Linked DNA regions of Mus musculus: regions 1, 2, 3, 5, 6 and 7 are each linked to region 4. The links are chromatin contacts, called in public Hi-C, HiChIP or PLAC-seq, Micro-C and promoter capture Hi-C maps. All regions are on one chromosome and are shown on one strand. The core of a region is the stretch at or near the end of the contact, and the rest is flanking DNA. Distances in the headings are between cores, read along the strand shown. Region 1 has its middle 65 kb from the start of C530043A13Rik. Region 2 overlaps 6030407O03Rik (RIKEN cDNA 6030407O03 gene). Region 3 overlaps 6030407O03Rik (RIKEN cDNA 6030407O03 gene). Region 4 holds the start of Igfbp5 (insulin-like growth factor binding protein 5). Region 5 holds the start of 6030407O03Rik (RIKEN cDNA 6030407O03 gene). Region 6 overlaps 6030407O03Rik (RIKEN cDNA 6030407O03 gene). Region 7 holds the start of Mreg (melanoregulin).

Region 1 (2,789 bases), core at 147-2,646, 720 kb after region 4:
CTGGCCTTTATGTTCTGTCTCTTTCTAGGGGTGGTGATGTGTTTACTTTACTATGGTTACTTTGCAATAAGAGACCTAGTATTTATCCTGATACACTCAGTAACTAAACTGCATTCTCTCTGCCTGTTGAACTGTCGACTCCGGCCTTGAGCACACATTGCATATAAAAGATGTTTGTGGGTTTCCTAGGTGTTTTTAATCCACAAGCAAAATGGATCTGGGTCATTTATCCCAGAAAATTTTCTTAAGGGGAGACTCTTTATGAAAATCAAGTGAGGGTGAAAGTCTCCATTCCCTGCCGCCGTCCGTTGCTCATCTTCTGTATTTACTGCCTCTCTGGTTTGCATTAGCGTGCTGACAAGCAGAGCTGTAGACATTTTCACCCACACTCCAACTGCTGCCCTGACTTCAGTTCCAAGTTATGAAACCCAATCTAAACCTTAGAGAGGCGGCTTCAAGCTGGAACTTTAAATCTCAGTTTATAGAGTCCCCCAGGATGATTCCAGGAACCGAGTTGGGAAGGTCCTGGGAATTAGAAACCAAACTACCACCCCCTTCTTCCCCAAGAAGGCTCTGAGGACATCAGAAATGAAACTCATAAAAGACCATTTTCATGATGCCCCAACTGAAAAGAATAGCAAGGGAACATATCTCCCATCTCCCGCCTGGAAACTGTTTATAACAAATCCCAGACTCAATGAGGTGCCTTATTCTTCAAGGTTACTTGGAGGGTATTTTGCAATTCTCCTTGGTCACCTGTTTCAAAATATAAGAGCCGAAAGCCAGGAAAATCTTCCTCATTTTCAAACACAAGTTCTTTCCTCAATCCAGAACATTTGGGTAATTAAAGTGTAACATTTCAGTCCTGGAAGAGGTTCTAAATACCATTTCGTCTGGAGGTCACCGCTAGTGACCCGGAGATTGAGACATATTTTACCAGGGCCATAGAAAGTTTAGTTCTCAGTGTTTTTTGTTTTGTTTTGTTTTTTTTTTATTAGTTGCTAATACCTAAATATCGAAACAGTTTCTTCTTTTAAAAATCGCATATGGCTGATATCTCTAGAGAACTTGCAAGACCTGGAACCAGAATGATCCTCCTTCTGGCAGCCATGAACAGACTTGAGGGCTCTTCAGATTGGAAGGAAAACAATTAACTCCCCATTTACCATGGAGCAGAGCAGGGCAGCTGATGCGATTGACCCTAAATGACTAGGTGCTCTTGGCAGGCATAGTTGAAATCCCTGGTTTTGAATCGGAAAGTGGCCTGAAATGACCAGCGCACCCTCAGCATGCCTCCTGACCTAGGAGGAACACTTCTTCAGTCCTCTCTGTGCTGACCGGGGGACGCTGGAGAAGAAAATAACACAAAGCAGGGAGGAGACGTCAGAAAAGCCAAAGCCTACGATTGATTGCCATGGTCTCACAGTTCCTGGTCGTCCCTGGGTCAGCTCAGCAGGATATTTATAGAACTGTCTGCTATGAGATGTGAAGGAAGATAATTGGGGAAGATAATTGACTGATCCAGGACCCAGGAAAGTTTCCAGGCCAAGGTTTTTAAGACCCAGAATCATTTTTTTTTTTTTTTTATGGCAAGAAGGGAACGCATGTGTGCCTGGATGCGTGTAGTTTGTTTCTGGACTGGTTTCAATGCTTTTCCTCTAGAACAAGGTGAATAAGGGTGGCATACCTGTTTATAGCTATGGAGGGAAGCCCAGAGAACATGAAGAAGGGACTCACAGGAAATATGAAGGGAATATAGGAGAGAGAATTTTGCCTATCAAGAAAATAAAACACAAAGTTTGCAAAATGGATGATTATAAGAGGCAATTCAAATCAAAGGTCATTTTGTTGTTTTTTTGTTTTTTAAAAAAGGCAAGTTTATTTCTCAAGAAATGGTTAAAGTTCATTGGTATTAGTATACAGAAATGATTTAATTCTTTGAGTCTCTAAAAAATGATTGACTGGCAGGAAAAGTACCAATTCTGTGATAATCACGACTTGCCAAGCTAGGAGCAAGCCATAAGGTGAACCTGAGGGTAACACTTACAACACTGAATACTTGATCTCTGAGGCCAGAGCAGGCTGCCACAGGCTGGAAAGGATGTGGCGCCAGCAGTTGACACAAGTGCCACTTGGTCCTGACAAGAACAGAACAACCCTTTGAGAATTATCAACCTAGAACCCATAGGTCTGAAAGCACACAGTGGTATATTTATTATGCACCCATTTTTGTTTGAATGCCAGAAAGTCTTCTAACATAGAGTGTTTCTTTTCTCTGATGGTGAAGAAATTTCTAACTATATTAGAAAATGTATGGGGCAGAGAATATATGCTAAGGTAATTATTTATTAATATTAAAAAACATTCTTATTACATCTGTGCCCTACCCCTTTGCAAACTTGTATTTAATGTTAGCAAACTGAGTGGGTATGAAAGCTGTCCATGTAAAGCAATCCTTTTCAAGAATCATGGCATATTTTTTAAAGTTTTGATGTTTAAAGGGCTTCAAAATGTACAACAAAAATGAAATTAAAAAAAATAAAGTCTTGCAACCCTATAGGAGGAACAACAATATGAACTAACCACTACCCCCAGAGCTCGTGTCTCTAGCTGCATATGTAGCAGAAGATGGCCTAGTTGTCCATCGTTGGGAGGAGAAGCTCTTGGTCTTGAGTAGATTATATGCCCCAGTACAGGGGAATGCCAGGGCCAGGAAGTGGGAAGGGTTAGGTTGGAGAGCAGGATGGGGGAGGATATAGAGGACTTTCAGGATAGCATTTGAAATGTAA
Region 2 (2,700 bases), core at 166-2,665, 820 kb after region 4:
CATCTTCACAGTTTCCCAAAGTTGACTGGAATTCTGATTTTTATAATCAGGAATGTTGAGTGTGGCACTCTATATAAATATATATCATAAAACTACGGAGATATGTTAAGGGCCATTCGGAAATTGCCGGAAATACTATTCTAATCTCAAGCCAAAATTCATTTAATGGTTTTTTCCAATGGAACTCAAAGAGCTGGTTTAAAATAAAACAATCAAATTCAATACAGTACAAAGTAGACCTATCTATACACGATGATGAGTAAGATCAGAACCTGAGTCTCTTATATTCCCTCCCATAATTTTAACTCCACCAGGCCACATTCTGCCCCCTTTTTTCTATACTGTGTTATTTCTAGTTAGGAAAGAAATTATTTAAACTGGCTCTATTGATGATTTAGCTCAAGAATAGATATTTTTATAAAGAAGGAAATGACCATAGTTATGATCCAGTGGGGTGTCACAGTTTGAGGATCCAAAAGCAGAAAGTAAATGCTTCTGAAGACAGGTAAACAAGTGTATGTAAACTGAGGCTAAGATGGAAGGGGAAATTTCATATACAAAAGAAAAGGCAAAAAAGAAGTACCTATACATGGAGAGATGAGGACAGAGGGTTGAAAACCAATTGGAGGTTGGAAAATGGGAATCAGAATCCTATGGTAAATAAAAGTATGACAGGCTAGCCAGGGGTTGACAGGAACCAATGTGGCATCAATATCCTTGTGTGCTAAGATTAGTTAGGATAAATTTAATCCCAGAAGGTCTTAAAGACAAAGTGGTCACTAACCATGGCTTACATGGGAGTCTACAGTGATGGAGCACTGGGCAAACACTGGCCTACACTGGAGAGACTCGGTGAGACACAGATCCACAGTCCGTGTGGTGGCAGAACAGAGCACAGCCTTCGAGGGCCAAATTCTAAGACAGATTGATGTCACTCCTGCTTTCAGTCAAGACTGGCTCAAAAGCCTAAAAGGCATCAACCGACCCAAAGTCTATGCCCTCGGAGGTTCATATGCTGAACTTCTGATTCCAAAGTTGACTGTACTAGGAGCTGAGCGGAGCCTTTGGATGATTGGGTCAGAAGGGTAAAGTCCTCACTGTCGTGATTGGCATCCTCCTAAATTAGTCTCAGAGAGCTAGCTAGACCCCGTCTGCCATACGGAACAATGAGAAGGCACAAAGCAAGCTCTTGCCATACTCTGAATATACTGGTGCCTTGGCCTTTGACCCTGAAGTCTCCAGACCTGTGGGAAATAGATTTCTGTTTATAAGCCATTCACTCTATGGTATTTTGTTGGAGGATTCTGAATAAACTGAGACAGACTGATTACATGGGTGGAGTCAGACGAGCCCAGACAAGAGAAGAAAAGGGAACAGGGACCGAAACCCAGGCCAAACCTAACATCCCCTTCCTGAGAGAACCAAGGCTTTTATGACTTGTAGACACTACTCTGACATTCCCAACCAGCCAGACACAGAGCACAGCCACAGTCACAATAAAACAATTATCTTCTTATCTACCACTGTGCTACCAGCATATCTCAGATCTTCAATAGCTATGTGTTGAATAAATGAACACCCACATGCATGGCCATGTGTTTAGTAGGCTGGAATTTGATCTTCCAAATTTGTCTGTTACAAATTCTCTATCATGTAAAGAGTTCCCTAAAACACCATTTAAAACACAGAGACATCAACAGGTTCCATATTTTATGATTCTGCTTATATAACATTTTCTAAAAATAAAACTGTAGAGATATGGAACAGATCACTGATATTTAAGGGTTGGGAAGAGAAGGGAGGGTGTGGCTAAGAGAATTCCATTGTGGTAGCAATAGTCCTGTATGTGGTCTAAGCCAGAGGTCTTATGAGGTAGACACAGAGTACAATGTCAAACAATTAAGCACAAAGACAGAAAGATAAGTGCATGTCAGTACAGCCAAATCAGTCTCATTCACTGTTATGTCTATATTAATCTCTTGGTTTTGATAATGGAGTTTTGTTACATATATTATCACCAGTGGGGAAATGTGGCTATTGGCACAAAGCACTCATGTTACTTACTCTTCTGTTAGTGTGATAAAAAAAACAAAAAATAAAAAACTGTAGCCAAGGCTACATATAGAAGAAAGAGTTTATCAGCATCCTAAGAGTACATCACCATCATAGTGGGAAAAGTGTAGCATCAGGCAGGCATGGCAGTTGGAGTGGCAAGATGAGAGCTCATCTGTTAAACCTCAAGAACAAAGCAGAAAGAGTGACCCAGAAATGGAGCCAGTCTTTTAAACTCTTTAGCCCACCTCCAGTAGTGTACCTCCTCCAACAGTGGCATACCCTCTTAACCTCTCTGAAGAACACCACCAATTGGGATCAAGTGAGCAAACTCAGAGTCTATGGCAAACATTCTTATTCAAACTACAATAGCATCTCATTGTGTGTGTGTGTGTGTGTGTGTGTGTGTGTGTGTGTGTGTGTGTGTGTGTGTATGTAGCTGAAATTCAGATTAAAAAAAGCAAACCCTATGAGAGGTTTGAACACTAACTGGATATTGAATAACATTAAGAACTTAAATTTAGAGTGCTTAAAAATAGTGCTGTGGGGTGTTTAGGAGTCTTTGTGTTTTCCTAGGTAGATATGAAATGTATATGGAAGAAATGACTTAATATGTGATAGAGCTATGATTAGTATTGGAAGAGAGAT
Region 3 (2,700 bases), core at 189-2,688, 770 kb after region 4:
ATTTAAAGAGAAAACTGTTAAGTTGTCTAAAAGTTAGTATCCTCCATCCTCCCCCGCCCCCACTCCCCAGAAAATAACCTAAATCGCTCATTCTCTGGCCAGCCCTTCATGTTCTCATATCCTGACCTGTCCAAAGCAGACTCTAATGTGACCAAGGGATGTGCGCAACCCATCTGAGACAGCTTAGAAATGTTGGACAGAAACAGGCCTCGGGTGATACACCAAAAGGCTGGTCCCCAGAATATCTTCCACGTGGTTCTCTCCAGGAAACTTCTACTAGCGCTTGGTAGAAGATCTTTGCATGTTTGGATTTCCAAGGCGTCTTCCCTCCCTCTGTATCTTTGCTGTATCTTCCTCCCGTAGATTTCCCAACCAGACAGTCTAGGGTCAGGTAGGGTCAGGAAGGTTCTAGGTCTGTGTCCACCACAGACAGGTGACTTTTCCTGTCCGAGACTTAGGTTGTTGGGTTGGGTTTTTTTGTTTTGTTTTGTTTTTCCTTTTTCTTTTCTTTCTCCTCATTTATTCAATGTGAGGTGACTGTTAGATACTGGGAGTTAAGCTTGGCCATGTGTCACACAACTAATAGATTCAAGAATAACACCTGGAAGAACAGTATTGAGAAGCCACACCGCTGTTATTTATGTCATCTGCCTTCCCGTGTGTGTCCCTGAACACAACCAGTCCTCAAGGAACACTAGCCACTTGCTGGTAACCTAAAGAGTAAATTGGGTGAATTATTCCTGAGAGCTGTGAATAGAACAGGAACGAATACCAGAGCCTCTGCAAATTCCGATTAAGACCCTACTTTGCAGAAAACCATTCTCTTTCCATTTACTGAGCAGGTGCACATGACCAGCCTGATGCTGAGATCTGCCTCACAGTCTCCTCTGGGAATCACAACTCTGCAGTTTACAGAGCTCTGGGATCCCAGTCACCACAATGCTTTAAGTGCATTGGTTCTGCTGTAAAAATTATGGTAGTGTCCCAATACCCAGGTGTCTTCACAGGACCTCTCAGCTTTGAGCAGACACCTGGTTTGCTATTTTCTAGAAGGCAAAGTCTGTAAACCATCTTTAACTGAGTCCAGAAGACTTGAGTTTAGCTTCAGACTTTTCCCACTGGATGAAGAGTGTCCCGTGGGAGCCTGACCTACTGTCACAAAGCCTTATGGCTTCCCTCTTACAGAGCCCAACTCCCTGATGATTATCCTAGAGTTGGTCTTGCTGTGTCCCTCCTCTGTTATGTCACCGGTATAGGAACTAGACTGAGAGCCACGGAGCTACAGTGCTAAGGCCTACTAAGGAATCTGGGGAGGCAAGCTGTAAGTTGGTCATGGCTTTTGAGCAAGCCCTGGCAAGTGAGAGCCTGCATTCACACTTGTTCTTTCAGGTCTAATAAGCTACACGCTGGCTTTCTTAGCATCCCAGAATAGCATGCTGAGGCCGAGAGGCCAGCCTGTTTGATGTCCTGCTTTGGACATTTGCATGTCAAAGCAAGGAGGCTACTCGATTATGTGTCACGAATTACATTAAGTATCCTGTCTCTCTCTTAACTCAGCCCTGACAATTCCATCCCTGACCTTGACCACTGTGAAATCTCCACTGGGGAGCGGGGTGGGAGTGGGGGTGGACTGCAGGATTAAAATATTCCATTTGTGTTGTGGTTCTAACTGGTCTACCTCGGATTTTAGAGTTCAGTTCTTCCAGCCTCCTCAGAGAGCTTCAGTCTTAAAAATATCAAGGAAGGCAGAAAGAAAAAAGAAAACAAACAAACAAACAAAAAAAAAAACCAAGGAATGATTTAGGAGTCAGACAAGCCTTGATTTGAATGGTGATTTAACTACTTACTAGAGATTCCTTGCCAAGAGTCCTTAACTCTGCAGTTTCCACAGGTAGGAGGTGGAAGTACTATCTTCTGGACAGGATGCTCTGAATGTCGCCAAGAATAGAGCATTAATAAATAAATAAATAAATAAATAAATAAATAAATAAATAACTGTCATTATGGAAGTCTGGTGTTCTCCAAACAACCTTCCAGTTCTTTAGCCCTTCAAAGGCCAAAGCAGCTCGCTGAAACCCATTGCCCCAGATTGACCGACGAAATCCAAACTCAGATTATTTAACTCAGCTCATCCAGGCACACACTTCAGCGTTTATGCTCTTTCTCCAAATCCCCTCCCTCACAAAGACTCTCAAATACCCCCAGGAACTCTTCTTCCATGTGCTTCCCTCACCCCGAAATCCATTCCCTGATCAGTGAGCCCCCAGCCTGCTGGCCTCTGACTCTGTCTCCCCTTGTCTTTCCTTACTCCCCTCTCTGAATGCAGCACTGGCAGTCTGCCCTCCTCCTGTTTCCTTCTGCCCTTCTTCTTGGCAGTTGCCTAAAGTGTCTCTCACCATGAGAATCTCTTCTGGTCCTCTTCAAGATTATAATGCTTACTGCATTGTCACGTTTTGATACTTCTGTCTTTTTTTAGAGAGCTTGTCAATGTTTCTACCCTGCTCGAAAAGTTTTTCAGGGGGCCAGGGATTTTGAGGCACAACAATTTCTTTGAGGAAGTTTTACACTTATTTTAAGAGGATAATTTTTGATGACTTCTTTTTTGACACTGCTGTAGCTTAGGGTACAGAAACATGCCTGTGACACAATAAGTCATTGTAAAGTGATTTCATTCCGTAGGTATGAGAGTGCAGATGCAAA
Region 4 (2,700 bases), core at 198-2,697:
TACGGGGTTGGGGTGGAGAAGGGAGTTGATAATTTAACCTGTTCTTTTTCAGAGAGGATTCTCTTGGGATTTGGACTTTGAGACTCAAAAGGAGCTCAGAGTCAGAATTGCCACGAGTTAGGAGTGGGGGAGGGTCGGGTTGGGGTGGAGATGAAGTGTAAACTGGTAGAGACGGTTAGACAGCCGCCTAGGATAGCTTGCTCTGCCAGGGATTCAAGTGTGAGGTGCAAGGACCCACCCCATCTACTCTCAGGAGCTACTAGGGTCTAAGCCACTTGCTGCGCGCGCAAAGCGCGCGGGTTCCCAATCGGTCCCCGGTCCCCACCCATCCAAGGTGCCTCCCTCCCCAGCTCCTGTGCCGTGCAACTGAAACCCCAGTAGCGCTCACCTATCTTGGTTTGCTCGCCGTAGCTCTTTTCGTTGAGGCAAACCCCGCGGCCGTGCAGCAGGGCGTGCAGCGGCTTCTCCTCATCCTGCCGGGGGAGGCAGCGCAAACCCTGGGCGCAGCGCTCCGTGTAGACGCCACACGACTGTCCCTCCGCCAGGGCGCAAGTCATGCAGCAGCCACAGCCGGGCTCTTTGACCAGCTCACAGCCCAGAGGGCTGGGGGGACACATGGACAGAGCTTTCTCGTCGCAGGGTTCACAGTGCACGAAAGAACCCAGGCCTTGAGCCGGTACGGCATAGGCGGCCAGCAGCAGGAGGACCACGCTGATCACCATTTTCTCGGAGTCTGGCTTTACCTCGGGGCGGGGCAGGAGAGCGAGAGTGTGTGGAGAAAGAGGGAGCCTGGAGATTTTTTTCCTTTTAAATCTCTTGCAGGTAGAGCAGGTGCTCTCCCCCAAACACTTGCAAAATATGAGGCAAGGAGGATTCAGATGCCTGCACGCAAGTCCCAATTGCGAGGATTAAAGACTTGCAACAGGTTGGGGGTGAAAAAAAGAGGCGCGCCAGGTGCACGCAGAGCGAGCGGAGACCGTAGAAACCCCCAGGCGGGATCGGGTCAGAATTGGGGGTGGTGGTGGAGAGAACCACAGAATTGCTCACTCCAAAGCAACAGAAATAATTAGCTTGGAGGCCTTGAAAAGGGAGGAGGTGAAGAAAAAAATGGATTGGGCTTAATTTTCCCCCCTTTGCTTAAAATCTAAAACGCAACCCCACTCCGCTCGGTCTCAGCGGCCAGCTGCGCTGCTGCCGCAGAACAGGTAAGAGGCGTCGGCGGCTGACAACAAGATCGGGAAAATGTTGAAATCGAGGGGGGAAAAAGGGCAAAAACCCAGACCTCACCAAACCTGGACCCCAACACCTGCTCTGTCACCACCTCTTCGAAACCCGCAGGTTCTGCGTGAAGTCCGGAGAAGGGTGCAGACCGAGGGGGGGGGTAACAAAAAGGAACAAAAAGGGGGAAAAAAGCCCAAACAGCTTTGCAGCTCTTTCCTAGCTCTTTTAGAAGTTTCCAAAGAGACTGCGGGCTCTGGTCGAGCAGGCGCTTTTAAATAGACGGCCCCTGGCTGCCAGCCAGTTGTAGCTGCAATTTGAGCTCCCCAACACCCAACCCATGCAAGGATGCCAAGGAGCTTTGCAGCGCAAACTCACACGGGGTGGGGGTGGGGAAGAGAGGCCTTCTAGACACGGGGGCTCCCCTTCGCTCCCTACACAGAGCCCTCCTCCTCACGGAATGTACGGAAAGGGCTTTGGGGGGGGGGCGAAGACAGGCGAGCTACAGAGGAGAGTAGGGAGAAGGTGGAGGGAGGAGTGGATGGCAGTACTCTTCAGAAGCTGGGTGAATACAATGGAGCGAGTCTGTTTTCCGACAACTAGCCCGGACACTGGCTGTTAGGAGTCACATTTTCTTATTAGCCGTGTATACCCTGCCCAAGAAGTCCTTTCCAACTTTAGAAAAAAAAGTGTCTAAGAGACCACTGAAGGTTTGTCTGTCTGTGTGTTTGTGTTTGGAGGACAAGTAGTGTACAGTAGCTGGTGAGGGGCATTGAGATAAATTTAAAGAGAAAAGGAGTGCGGGCGCGTGTGTAGACCCCTCCCCCATTAAAAGGGGCAGAGGGATTATGGCAAGGGCTTGTCATTATTGTTCTGGTGGGGTACTGATTTTAGTTAAAGCCAGTGGTCATTTTCCTTCACCTATATAGATGACCAGGGAATCTCTCTCTCTCTCTCTCTCTCTCTCTCTCTCTCTCTCTCTCTCTCTCTCTCTCTGAGTGTGAGCGTGCTATGTGCACTTTCAAGAAGGGATAACGCCCTCCACCCCACCCCCCTCCCCAGCTTTGTTGGGAGTAGTGACTGAGACCCTGGAGGAAATGCTGTGGGTTGTCAGTTTTATCTGGTGTCCTCATGGACACCTTAAATGTCCTTTTAAATGGAAGGAAGGTAGGATAAAGTGATAACCTTCTTGGGTTGACAATGAGGCATTTCTGTGGGGTAGGCAGATCCTGGAGTGAGCAGGTACCTCGCTGCAGGAGACCTTGTTTAAGGGTTAATATGTACCAAGGTAGCATCCTGGAGCCTGCACGTGAGAAATCCTCACCATGCCACAGGAAGCCCCAGATCGCTAGTCAGCACTAGGGACCATTCTTCCCTTAGGAAAATGAAAGAAAACCTAATTTTTGAAAGAAGGAATATGATGGCTTTAGCTTTTTTTGTTTGTTTTAAAAATTAATTTGACATGATAGGTGGTCTGTAGAC
Region 5 (2,700 bases), core at 112-2,611, 990 kb after region 4:
GCCTCCGGGATCCTAGAAGAAGCGAAAGAAAGAAGCAGAGGTTTGGTGTTGCTCGCTAGCACTCTGAGATAGCGATGGAGCAACAGGAAGGTGACAGCGGCGGAGCTTTCTAGATATCGACACCTGTTGTGGGAAAGGAAAGCACTCCCTGCTGGCCAGAGGGGAAACTGAGACTGAGCCGTCACTTGAAGCCTGGGACTGAGGGATGATGGGACATGAAGCTGAGTGGTCCTTTAAACTTAGCAAATAAAAATCTGGAGACTGTAAATCTTTCGTTTACGATTAACAGTGAATGCTCTTTAGCAATGTACTAGCCATGCACAGCGAGCAGGGTATCTGTGCAAAGAGCCAGGGAACTAACTGATGCTGCATTGGAGATTACAGAGGAGTTGGGGATACAGGTGGAATGCCCCAAATTAACCTGTAAGCCTCACCTGCCCCGTTCATTAACCAGTTCACTAGTTAAAGCTACTAGGTCTCTTCTTAAAAGAAGACAAACAGGTTCGCCTTGCCCATGAGCTTCATATTAAAGAATAAACAGGTTTCAGATGGTTTCTGCTAAAGAAGCCTGCTTTACAATGACTGCTTTCAATAACGAGTACTTATGTCTTTGGTAAATGACTAGATGAAAAAATTTCGTTCTGAAATATATAAAGATTTGAGAATAAAAAAAACTTGAATAAGTTATAAGGATCTCAAAAATGATTGTGGATATATAGAAATAAAAAAGGTTTCGGATTCCTTTTCCATTCTATGCTGTTATTGCCCTGAAATTTGGGGGGGGGGGGTGTCAGGATTTGATGAAGTACCAGCTGTTTTACTACTCAGTCACAAGCTCAGGATTTTGAGTTTTCTTTGGTTATCTTCTAGATATAGACTTAGAGGTGCTTTTTATTGGGTTAAAATATCTCTATCCAATTATACACCTGGCTCTTTAAACAGAAAAAAATTTTTTTCATGTTCAGAGAAAAATGCTACAGTTCTTACTAAGACTCAAAGGCGTAAGTCTGCTGCTTCACAGAGTCCCATCAACTGCTTTCCCTACCATGTGAATTTCAATAAAATGGCAACGCTGATCTATCTCCTTTTATGAACTGAAAATTCGCATGAGCTTCAGGGAATCAGAGAAGTCGTAAGACTTGGATCCACCTACCAGAGTCAAATGGACTCCGGACAGTACAGCCTGAGTTTCTGTATCTGTCTGTCCCTAAGAATGGAGTTTCCCCTGGTCTTGGGATTCCTCCCCCTCCCCGGTAACACAAAAATTTACCTTCTGTCCCGAGTCTATATTTGTCTCAACAGATTTTCACTTGGCTGACAGACTTCATCCAGGGATGCAAACTGCAGAGCTCTGGACTTGCTGAAAATTATGTAAACCAGTCCAGCCAACATGATTGCTCCTTGTGCCTTCAGCTGGATCAGCCAATCCAGTGCTTCTGACAAATGCCCCATTGTCCAGCCTTTCACTAGCCTCTCAGTCTTCTGGGGCCCTGGCAACAACACCCTAATGTCAGCTGGAAGTAGTTACGGAAGAAAATATGTTGTCTGTTACCCCACCTAACAGGCTGAAAATGCTAAGTCAAAGAGAAACTCTGTGGCATAGAGGACAAAATGGCTACCTATAAGCTGACTGACACATCAGAAAAATGGGCCCAGATTTGTCAACTCGTAGATTTATTAACTAAAATAGTTCTACAATATGATAGGATACTTAACCTGCTTTATGCAAAATAAAAAGTATTATGTGCCTTTAAAAATATTTCTATACAAATCATTCAGGACTATAATTTGGCTGTACTCAAGAAACATTGCAAAAAGGGACCTGAGATAAAATAAATGACTGGTTTCCCATCCATGTCCAGGCTCCTTCTAGATAGTAACTCTAATGGTTAGTAGATCTAAAATATAAACAAGTACCCATCATAGGATCAAAGACTTGAGAGGCAACACCAGGGGGAATGTAATGCCCAAATTTAACCTGTAAGCCCTATCTGCTCAGGACAACAGGTAACTTCCTAGAATGCTGGGAACTGTAGTTCTTGGAAAATAACAAAGCCTCATGGGAAAGTACCATGACCTATAGGTTTGTCCTTATAAACCCCTTCAACATAACCCAGGGCTCAAGGCCACTCTCTGCTGAGAAATTTCAGGAATGGTCCTGACCAAAGCCCTTATCTTGGTCAGTATTTAATATTTAATAAAGCTTGCTTTTAAGCTTGCCCCAAAATGGTGAGATTGGTTTTGCTTCAACGAATCTCATGATTAACATAGCAAATAAGCAATATACTAGGAATGGTGATCCCAGTATCTCCCAAAGAGATAGAAGTGGGACATACAGGAGATAGAGCAACAACAAAAACAGGAGTCAGAGAGAGAAGAGGGAGGGGGGGTAGGAAGAGAAGAAGGAAAGGGAGACTATTATGGTCTGTATGCTTTTGTCTATCCAAGGGTCATACACTGAAACTCTAACGCCGATAGGATAGTATTAGGAGGTGGGGCTTTGAAGGGTAATTAGGTTTAATGAGATGGTGGGGGGTGGACCCCATGATACCATTTGTGTCTTTATAAGAAGTAGATCAGAGCTTACTGTCTCCATCTTGTCAGTGTAACTGGCCCTGCAGAAATGAAGACATTCTAAAGAGACAATTATGTCTCTTGCTCTATAAGACGACGGAAGCAATGGACCCCAGAGAAATGAGG
Region 6 (2,700 bases), core at 8-2,507, 900 kb after region 4:
TTCTGTCTTCTCTTAGCAGTTCTCTGTGGCTGTGTGCCAGAGTTCCAGACAATGGGACCAATGACAGGGGGTGAGTCAGAAGCCACCTTTTTATCCACTGTCCTTATTTTCCCTACCTTCTGCTGAACAAGAAGTAAGTCACAAAATAAGCCCAGCTTCCCACTGCCACCCAAAAGGCCTCAAACTGCAAACTGGAGCCAGGATGCCCAGCAGGTTGTCATGGTTACCTTTACTTGTCAACTTGACATGGTTCAGAAAAAGGAAACTCAATTGAGCTATTTTCTCTATCAGATTGACCTATAGGTATGTCTGTAGGGTATTTTCTTAATTGCTAATTGCCACCTCTGGGCGAGTGTCCCTGCTTTGCATAAGCCAAGCCAGAGGGAGCAAACCAATAAGCAGCACTCCTCCATGGCCTCTGCTTCAGTTCCTGCTCCCAGTTCCTACTTTGAGCTCTTACCCTTGCTTCCCTCCACAAGGGACTGTAACCTGTAAACCAAAACAAACCTTGTATATCCCCAAGTTGCTTTTGGTCAATATGATCACTGCAGCAGAAAAGTAACCAGAACGCAGGATGTGTCTTGTCACTGTTAACAATAGTGTCACTTGGAAAGTGCCATGACAAAGACTCCTAGCTACCCAACGTGGGCTGGCATCCCACTCCATTGTTTCTGCATTATAGAAGGTGTTGGGATGAAAGGCTCTGAGGATCAAGACAATGAGTTCCAGAACTAAGGCAGGGCTCTAGAATGAGATAAATGAGCCAAGAGACAGAACATTGGGAAAATTAATATCCACAGAGGAGACTCCATCCAACTGCATAGACTCTGGACATTTCTCCTTGTGACCCTAATTCATAGGGTATTTTTCAAGACTCAGGACCTTAGTTTTAGGTTTGTTTTTCACTTTTTTAAAATTTTTTCCTCCCTAAAAAGAATTTTAAAATAGATAATAAAATAAGTGGACTGTTGAGACCTATTTGGGAAGGGTCTAGGCTACCTCACCAATTAGCTATTTGCTTAGGAGACCCTCCTCACTTCCTGAGTGTGACAAGTTTGTTTTCTGCCCACGGCTTCCATGTCGGGGTTATACAACAGCTGGTCAACTCACAGTGGCCCCGAACACGCTAGAATATCATCTTACACAGAGGGGCTATCTGACATAAGATCTTGCTGCATAGCTCAGGAAACTATCCCGACAACCACAGAAAGGTAAATACAGACTCTAAACTCATGCCAGCTGGGCCAGCAGCAACAGAGCCCTTTGCCTGGCAGCTGTGGGACAGTTTTCAAATATAAACACTCCCCCTCTGCCTTCTGCTTTCCCTTCTCCTTGCTGTTTTCTTTCCTAAGGATTAAGAGATTTCATTCTCATTGTTCCATAGATGGAAAGGGAGGTCTCCCAGAGCCGACGCCAAGCACTGTGTGTTCCTTATGGTTTGGAAACCACTTGAAACACTCTGTCCCCTTCTCCTACAGCCAACCCACGCTGTAACCCCCCCCCCAGCCCCTTTAGAGTTCTATCAGAGTCCTGGAAAGGCTGCTGCAGAAATTGTCTTTTCCCATACTGCCCAGAACATCTGGAAGGCAGAGAAGGTCATTAGAAAGTTGCTTTCCAATGGAAGATGGGACAACTATCAGAAACATAGGGCAGAAAGGAGTTACATCTAATGGCCTTGCTAGATGTCTGGATGTCTCAATGCATTCATGAAGCAGTGGCATTCCCCTGTACTGAGGCATATAAAGTTTGCAAGACCAAGGGGCCTCTCTTCCCATTGGTGGCCGACTAGGTCATCTTCTGCTACATATGCAGCTAGAGCTCTTGGGGTACTGGTTAGTTCATATTGTTGTTCGACCTATAGGGTTGCAGACCCCTTCAGCTCCTTTTCTAGCTTCTCCATTGGGGACCCTGTGTTCCATCCTATAGATAACTGTGAGCATCCACTTCTGTATTTGCCAGGCACTGGCATAGCCTCATACGAGACAGCTATATCAGGGTCCCTTTAGCAAAATCTTGCTGGCATATGCAATAGTGTCTGGGTTTGGTGGCTGATTATGGGATAGATCCCCGGGTAGGATAGTCTCTGGATAGTCCATCCTTTCATCTTGGCTCCAAACTTTGTCTATAACTCCTTTCATGGGTATTTTGTTCCCTATTCCAATATATACAAAGAGCTCAAGAAGCTGGACTCCAGAAATTCAAATAACCCCATTAAAAAATGGGGTACAGAGCTAAACAAAGAATTTTCAACTGAGGAATACTGAATGGCTGAGAAGCACCTGAAAAAAATGTTCAACATCCTTAATCATCAGGGAAATGCAAATCAAAACAACCTTGAAATTCCACCTCACACCAGTAAGAATAGCTAAGATCAAAAATTCAGGGGACAGTAGATGCTGGCGAGGATGTGGAGAAAGAGGAACACTCCTCCATTGCTGGTGGGATTGCAAGCTTGTACAACCTCTCTGGAAGTCAGTCTGGCAGTTCCTCAGAAAACTGGACATAGTACCACCAGAAGATCCAGCAATACCTCTCCTGGGCATATACACAGAAGATATTCCAACTGGTAATAAGAACACCTGCTCCACTATGTTCATAGCAGCCTTATTTATAATAGCCAGAAGCTAGAAAGAACCCAGGTGTCCCTCAACAAAGGAATGGATACAGAAAATGTGGTACATTTACACAATGGAGTACTAT
Region 7 (2,807 bases), core at 61-2,560, 660 kb before region 4:
TAATGCGCTGGAAAATAAGAGCAGACAGGCAGGATGGGTTATGTAACTCTGCAAAGTCAGGGGAAGTGTCTGGACTTGACAGAGTAGGGCAAGGTAAAGCCATGCTTTGCTGCTTCTGCCAGAGTTGTGCAAGCAGGATTGGATTCGTTGCGTGTCCCTTAAGGAAGGGGTCCTGGCTTCTGCGCTTGTTCACCAAGCCTAGAATTCCACCCTACATCCTGTGCCCTAATTTCAATTCTGTTCCCTGGGGCACGACTTGGTGGGACCTCATTCGATAAGGTTAACCTGGCATGGTGGAACTTAATTTCAGCAAACTCACGATAGGGAGGAAGAAAAAAACAAAAAACAAAAAACCAACATTTTAAGGAAAAATAAAAATCACAGTCCTATCTCTTCTCTCTCTAGGAGCCGGCAACCACGCTTGGGTATGTCTTATTTCTGAGTGCCTTTTTCTTCTACCCCTCGTGCTTATACGTATATTAAAGTATCGCTTTAGGGGAAAAAAAAAAAAAGTCAAGCAAAGCTGTGCACAGGGTTCCTTCACAAAGCCTCTTAGCACATTAGCTAATGAGCATTAAATGTCCCCACATTTCAGTTTAAACCCCCGAACAGTCAATTGGCTGTCACTGGTACAGCACGCATAGTTTTATCACGAGAAAGATTTCCTCAGTCACTGAAATCGACTTCTTTCGGTCATGACATTGGAAGAGATAGCCAAACTTTTTTTTTTCATCTCAGTGCCAAGGAAACCCACGCTCGTCCGTCTCATCCGATGAGACCCCCTCTGGAAACTTCTCTTCCCGGCCCTTTCCCCTGCAGCAGTCAGTGGCGTTTCCCAGGGGCATCCGCTGCCTCCGAGGAGCCACACAAAATCTGAACCAAGGATCCGGAGCTTAAATCGTCTTGTGCGAGACCGGGGCCGAGGGGGGCCGGGTGGCACCGCGGTGTGACCTCACAGCACCCCTTCCCCGGTTCAGACGACACCCGGGTCCCCACCCCGCGAGGCGGCCCGATACGCACCTGACCAGCGGCTCCTTCTCGGGCCGCGCGGGCTCCTCCAGGCACCGGCACGGGCAGCAGCAGCAGGCGCTCCGTAGCCAGCGGCGCAGCCCCATGGGGAGCGAGGCCCGGCGCCGGGATCCCGGAGCCGGGCGCGCGATGGCGGCGGGGACGCGGGGACGGGGACAGGGACGGCCGCGGCGTCACGGGCCGGGCCGTGCGCATCACGCCGCGGCCGGCCGTGGGGACGCGAGCTGCGCGTTTGCCGCGGGAGCTTTTCCCTCTCTCTTTTAATTCCCCGGGTGCCGCCCGAGCGCATGCGTCCTGCGACGCCCACGGCTGCCCTCTAGGGAGCGAGCGCGCTCCAGGCGCCCCGCAGAACCCCGGAGGTGACCGCTGAGCAGCAGGGGTCTGCTGCGCGTGGCCGAACCCAACTGTCCTTTTAATTGGCTTCTCTGCAAAGGAAATGGTCTCCCACAATACACGCTTTGTAAAAGTTTTTTTATTTTTTCAAACTTCCAGCCCTTGAACACTCTTAGGGGAAAAAAAAAAAGCAACCGCTTGTGAGTTCTACAACTGTTATATTACAAGAGATTTATTTTTGTAAATTACAATGTGAGTGCTGGGAACAGAATCCTGTCTTGTGTAGCGCCATCTACCTCACCAGCCCCCAGAAATCCCACTTTTGTTTTTTTATGTCCAAGCAGCAGATTACCGCACCAAATGTTTGTGGTTTTGTTTTGTTTGGGGTTTTGTTTGTTTGTTTGTTTTTATCTTTTGAAATTAAAACATTGCATTGCCCCACCCACCCTCACCATTCCCTTTCTCCCTCCAACCCTTCCCATGCACACATTTTTGTGCCTGGCTCTTTTCACTGATGTCATGCAGACTGTATGTGTATCTTTCTGTCTTCCTAACGCAGACCTAATCTTACCGATGCCAGTGTTATTTAACCAGACCGTGAACATAATGGTGAACATGTTAACCAATCCCAGCCTTTTGTACTGAGGGCTGCAGTGCACATCCTTGAACTGCTGCACTTGGGAGCTTCTACACCAACTGAATAAAGATGTGGCAGTCGACTTGCTGTGTCATAAGATGCCCCTTTAATTTTTTTTTTAAAAAAGATTTATTTTATACATATGTGAGAACACTGTAGCTGTGTTCAGACACACCAGAAAAGGGCATTGGATCCCATAACAGATGGTTGTGAGCCACCATGTGGTTGCTGGGAATTGAAATGAGGACCTCTGGAAAAGCAGTCATTGCTCTTAACCACTGAGCCATCTTTCCAGTCCACCCCTTTAATTTTAATGAATCCTGCCAAATTGCTTTCCAGTGTGCAATTCAAATTTAGACTCTGGCATACAAACCCTATACTCAATATAAAATACAAGGTGTGATCGCCCAGGGAGTGTCACTATCAGAAAGTGTGGCCCTGTTGGAGTAGGTGTGTCACTGTGGATGTGGGCTTTAAGACCCTCATCCTAGCTGTCTGGAAGCCAGTATTCTGCTAGCAGCCTTCAGATGAAGATGTAGAACTCTCAGCTCCTCCTGCACCATGCCTGCCTGGATAATAAACTGACCCTCTGAACCTGTAAGCCAGCCCCAATTAAATGTTGTCCTTAGAAGAGTTGCCTTGGTCATGGTGTCTGTTCACATCAGTAAAACCCTAAAGCAGAAGGTGTTTTGCTTCTTTGTCTTGCCTTTGCCAGTCTGATTTACTTGAGAAGTATTTAAGCTATGTGTGAGGCATGTTTTAGGATGGGGATACAGCAGTAAACAAGACCAGCAAAAAGTGAACATTC

The links. Promoter capture Hi-C pulls out the DNA fragments that hold promoters and counts their contacts. Hi-C and Micro-C count contacts between places; a contact is called where the count stands out from the background. HiChIP or PLAC-seq counts read pairs in DNA pulled down with a chosen protein or histone mark.
Region 1: a Hi-C map of uterus shows a contact between it and region 4, with 2.4 times the contacts expected there. The contact joins the enhancer-like site here to the promoter of Igfbp5 in region 4. A contact is called at or near these places in 14 of 39 promoter capture datasets (3T3-L1-derived adipocytes, the C10 cell line, the HPC-7 cell line and 9 more), 10 of 484 Hi-C or Micro-C datasets (the G1E-ER4 cell line, the N1E-115 cell line, embryonic stem cells and 6 more), 17 of 115 datasets of contacts at active chromatin or transcription factors (SST interneurons, craniofacial prominence, embryonic forebrain and 10 more) and 3 of 9 other capture datasets (adipose tissue, embryonic stem cells and pancreatic islet).
Region 2: a contact with region 4 is called in an H3K27ac HiChIP or PLAC-seq map of heart atrium, with 13 times the contacts expected there. The contact joins the enhancer-like site here to the promoter of Igfbp5 in region 4. A contact is called at or near these places in 10 of 39 promoter capture datasets (the 3T3-L1 cell line, Sertoli cells, cranial neural crest and 5 more), 8 of 484 Hi-C or Micro-C datasets (the N1E-115 cell line, cortical neurons, embryonic stem cells and 3 more), 16 of 115 datasets of contacts at active chromatin or transcription factors (craniofacial prominence, differentiating embryonic stem cells, embryonic basal ganglia and 11 more) and 1 of 9 other capture datasets (embryonic stem cells).
Region 3: a promoter capture Hi-C map of neural stem cells shows a contact between it and region 4. The contact joins the enhancer-like site here to the promoter of Igfbp5 in region 4. A contact is called at or near these places in 12 of 39 promoter capture datasets (the 3T3-L1 cell line, cranial neural crest, embryonic stem cells and 7 more), 10 of 484 Hi-C or Micro-C datasets (embryonic stem cells, liver, nephron progenitors and 3 more), 19 of 115 datasets of contacts at active chromatin or transcription factors (VIP interneurons, craniofacial prominence, embryonic basal ganglia and 12 more) and 2 of 9 other capture datasets (adipose tissue and embryonic stem cells).
Region 5: a contact with region 4 is called in a promoter capture Hi-C map of embryonic stem cells, with 12 times the contacts expected there. The contact joins the promoter of 6030407O03Rik here to the promoter of Igfbp5 in region 4. A contact is called at or near these places in 12 of 39 promoter capture datasets (the SN4741 cell line, cranial neural crest, embryonic stem cells and 6 more), 3 of 15 datasets of contacts at CTCF or cohesin (embryonic stem cells and stem cell-derived epiblast-like cells), 27 of 484 Hi-C or Micro-C datasets (LSK cells, the N1E-115 cell line, Sertoli cells and 14 more), 29 of 115 datasets of contacts at active chromatin or transcription factors (SST interneurons, bone marrow-derived dendritic cells, craniofacial prominence and 13 more) and 1 of 9 other capture datasets (embryonic stem cells).
Region 6: an H3K4me3 HiChIP or PLAC-seq map of craniofacial prominence shows a contact between it and region 4, with 8 times the contacts expected there. The contact joins the enhancer-like site here to the promoter of Igfbp5 in region 4. A contact is called at or near these places in 12 of 39 promoter capture datasets (the HPC-7 cell line, cranial neural crest, embryonic stem cells and 6 more), 1 of 484 Hi-C or Micro-C datasets (cerebellum), 14 of 115 datasets of contacts at active chromatin or transcription factors (astrocytes, craniofacial prominence, differentiating embryonic stem cells and 10 more) and 3 of 9 other capture datasets (adipose tissue, embryonic stem cells and macrophages).
Region 7: a Micro-C map of embryonic stem cells shows a contact between it and region 4, with 4 times the contacts expected there. The contact joins the promoter of Mreg here to the promoter of Igfbp5 in region 4. A contact is called at or near these places in 2 of 39 promoter capture datasets (the 3T3-L1 cell line and pre-B cells), 2 of 484 Hi-C or Micro-C datasets (the N1E-115 cell line and embryonic stem cells) and 1 of 115 datasets of contacts at active chromatin or transcription factors (large pre-B cells).

Annotation. Positions count from the first base shown.
Region 1 is chr1:73,593,800-73,596,588 of GRCm38.p6, forward strand. No RefSeq gene overlaps it. Among named protein-coding and RNA genes, the nearest start is that of C530043A13Rik, 65 kb to the left of the region's middle. Within about 2 kb of position 1,397, at least 7 of the 459 cell types and tissues checked have an H3K27ac peak or open chromatin away from gene starts, as enhancers often do. A contact at or near this core is called in the N1E-115 cell line, hippocampal neurons and uterus, where this site is marked.
Region 2 is chr1:73,692,231-73,694,930 of GRCm38.p6, forward strand. The region is part of intron 6 of 6030407O03Rik (RIKEN cDNA 6030407O03 gene); the gene reads right to left. Among named protein-coding and RNA genes, the nearest start is that of Gm29183, 130 kb to the right of the region's middle. Within about 2 kb of position 1,416, at least 2 of the 459 cell types and tissues checked have an H3K27ac peak or open chromatin away from gene starts, as enhancers often do. A contact at or near this core is called in heart atrium, where this site is marked.
Region 3 is chr1:73,641,478-73,644,177 of GRCm38.p6, forward strand. The region is part of intron 7 of 6030407O03Rik (RIKEN cDNA 6030407O03 gene); the gene reads right to left. Among named protein-coding and RNA genes, the nearest start is that of C530043A13Rik, 110 kb to the left of the region's middle. Within about 2 kb of position 1,439, at least 31 of the 459 cell types and tissues checked have an H3K27ac peak or open chromatin away from gene starts, as enhancers often do. A contact at or near this core is called in embryonic basal ganglia, neural progenitor cells, neural stem cells and 3 more, where this site is marked.
Region 4 is chr1:72,873,418-72,876,117 of GRCm38.p6, forward strand. It overlaps Igfbp5 (insulin-like growth factor binding protein 5), which reads right to left and starts at 1,448. Exons shown (of 4, transcript NM_010518.2): 1 at 389-1,448. The coding sequence starts at 722.
Region 5 is chr1:73,863,105-73,865,804 of GRCm38.p6, forward strand. 6030407O03Rik (RIKEN cDNA 6030407O03 gene) reads right to left here and starts at 1,362. Exons shown (of 9, transcript NR_045311.1): 1 at 1,271-1,362; 2 at 1-12.
Region 6 is chr1:73,770,769-73,773,468 of GRCm38.p6, forward strand. The region is part of intron 6 of 6030407O03Rik (RIKEN cDNA 6030407O03 gene); the gene reads right to left. The region is part of intron 5 of Gm29183 (a long non-coding RNA gene); the gene reads right to left. Among named protein-coding and RNA genes, the nearest start is that of Gm29183, 55 kb to the right of the region's middle. Within about 2 kb of position 1,258, at least 5 of the 459 cell types and tissues checked have an H3K27ac peak or open chromatin away from gene starts, as enhancers often do. A contact at or near this core is called in craniofacial prominence, where this site is marked.
Region 7 is chr1:72,210,997-72,213,803 of GRCm38.p6, forward strand. It overlaps Mreg (melanoregulin), which reads right to left and starts at 1,311. Exons shown (of 5, transcript NM_001005423.2): 1 at 1,021-1,311. The coding sequence starts at 1,115.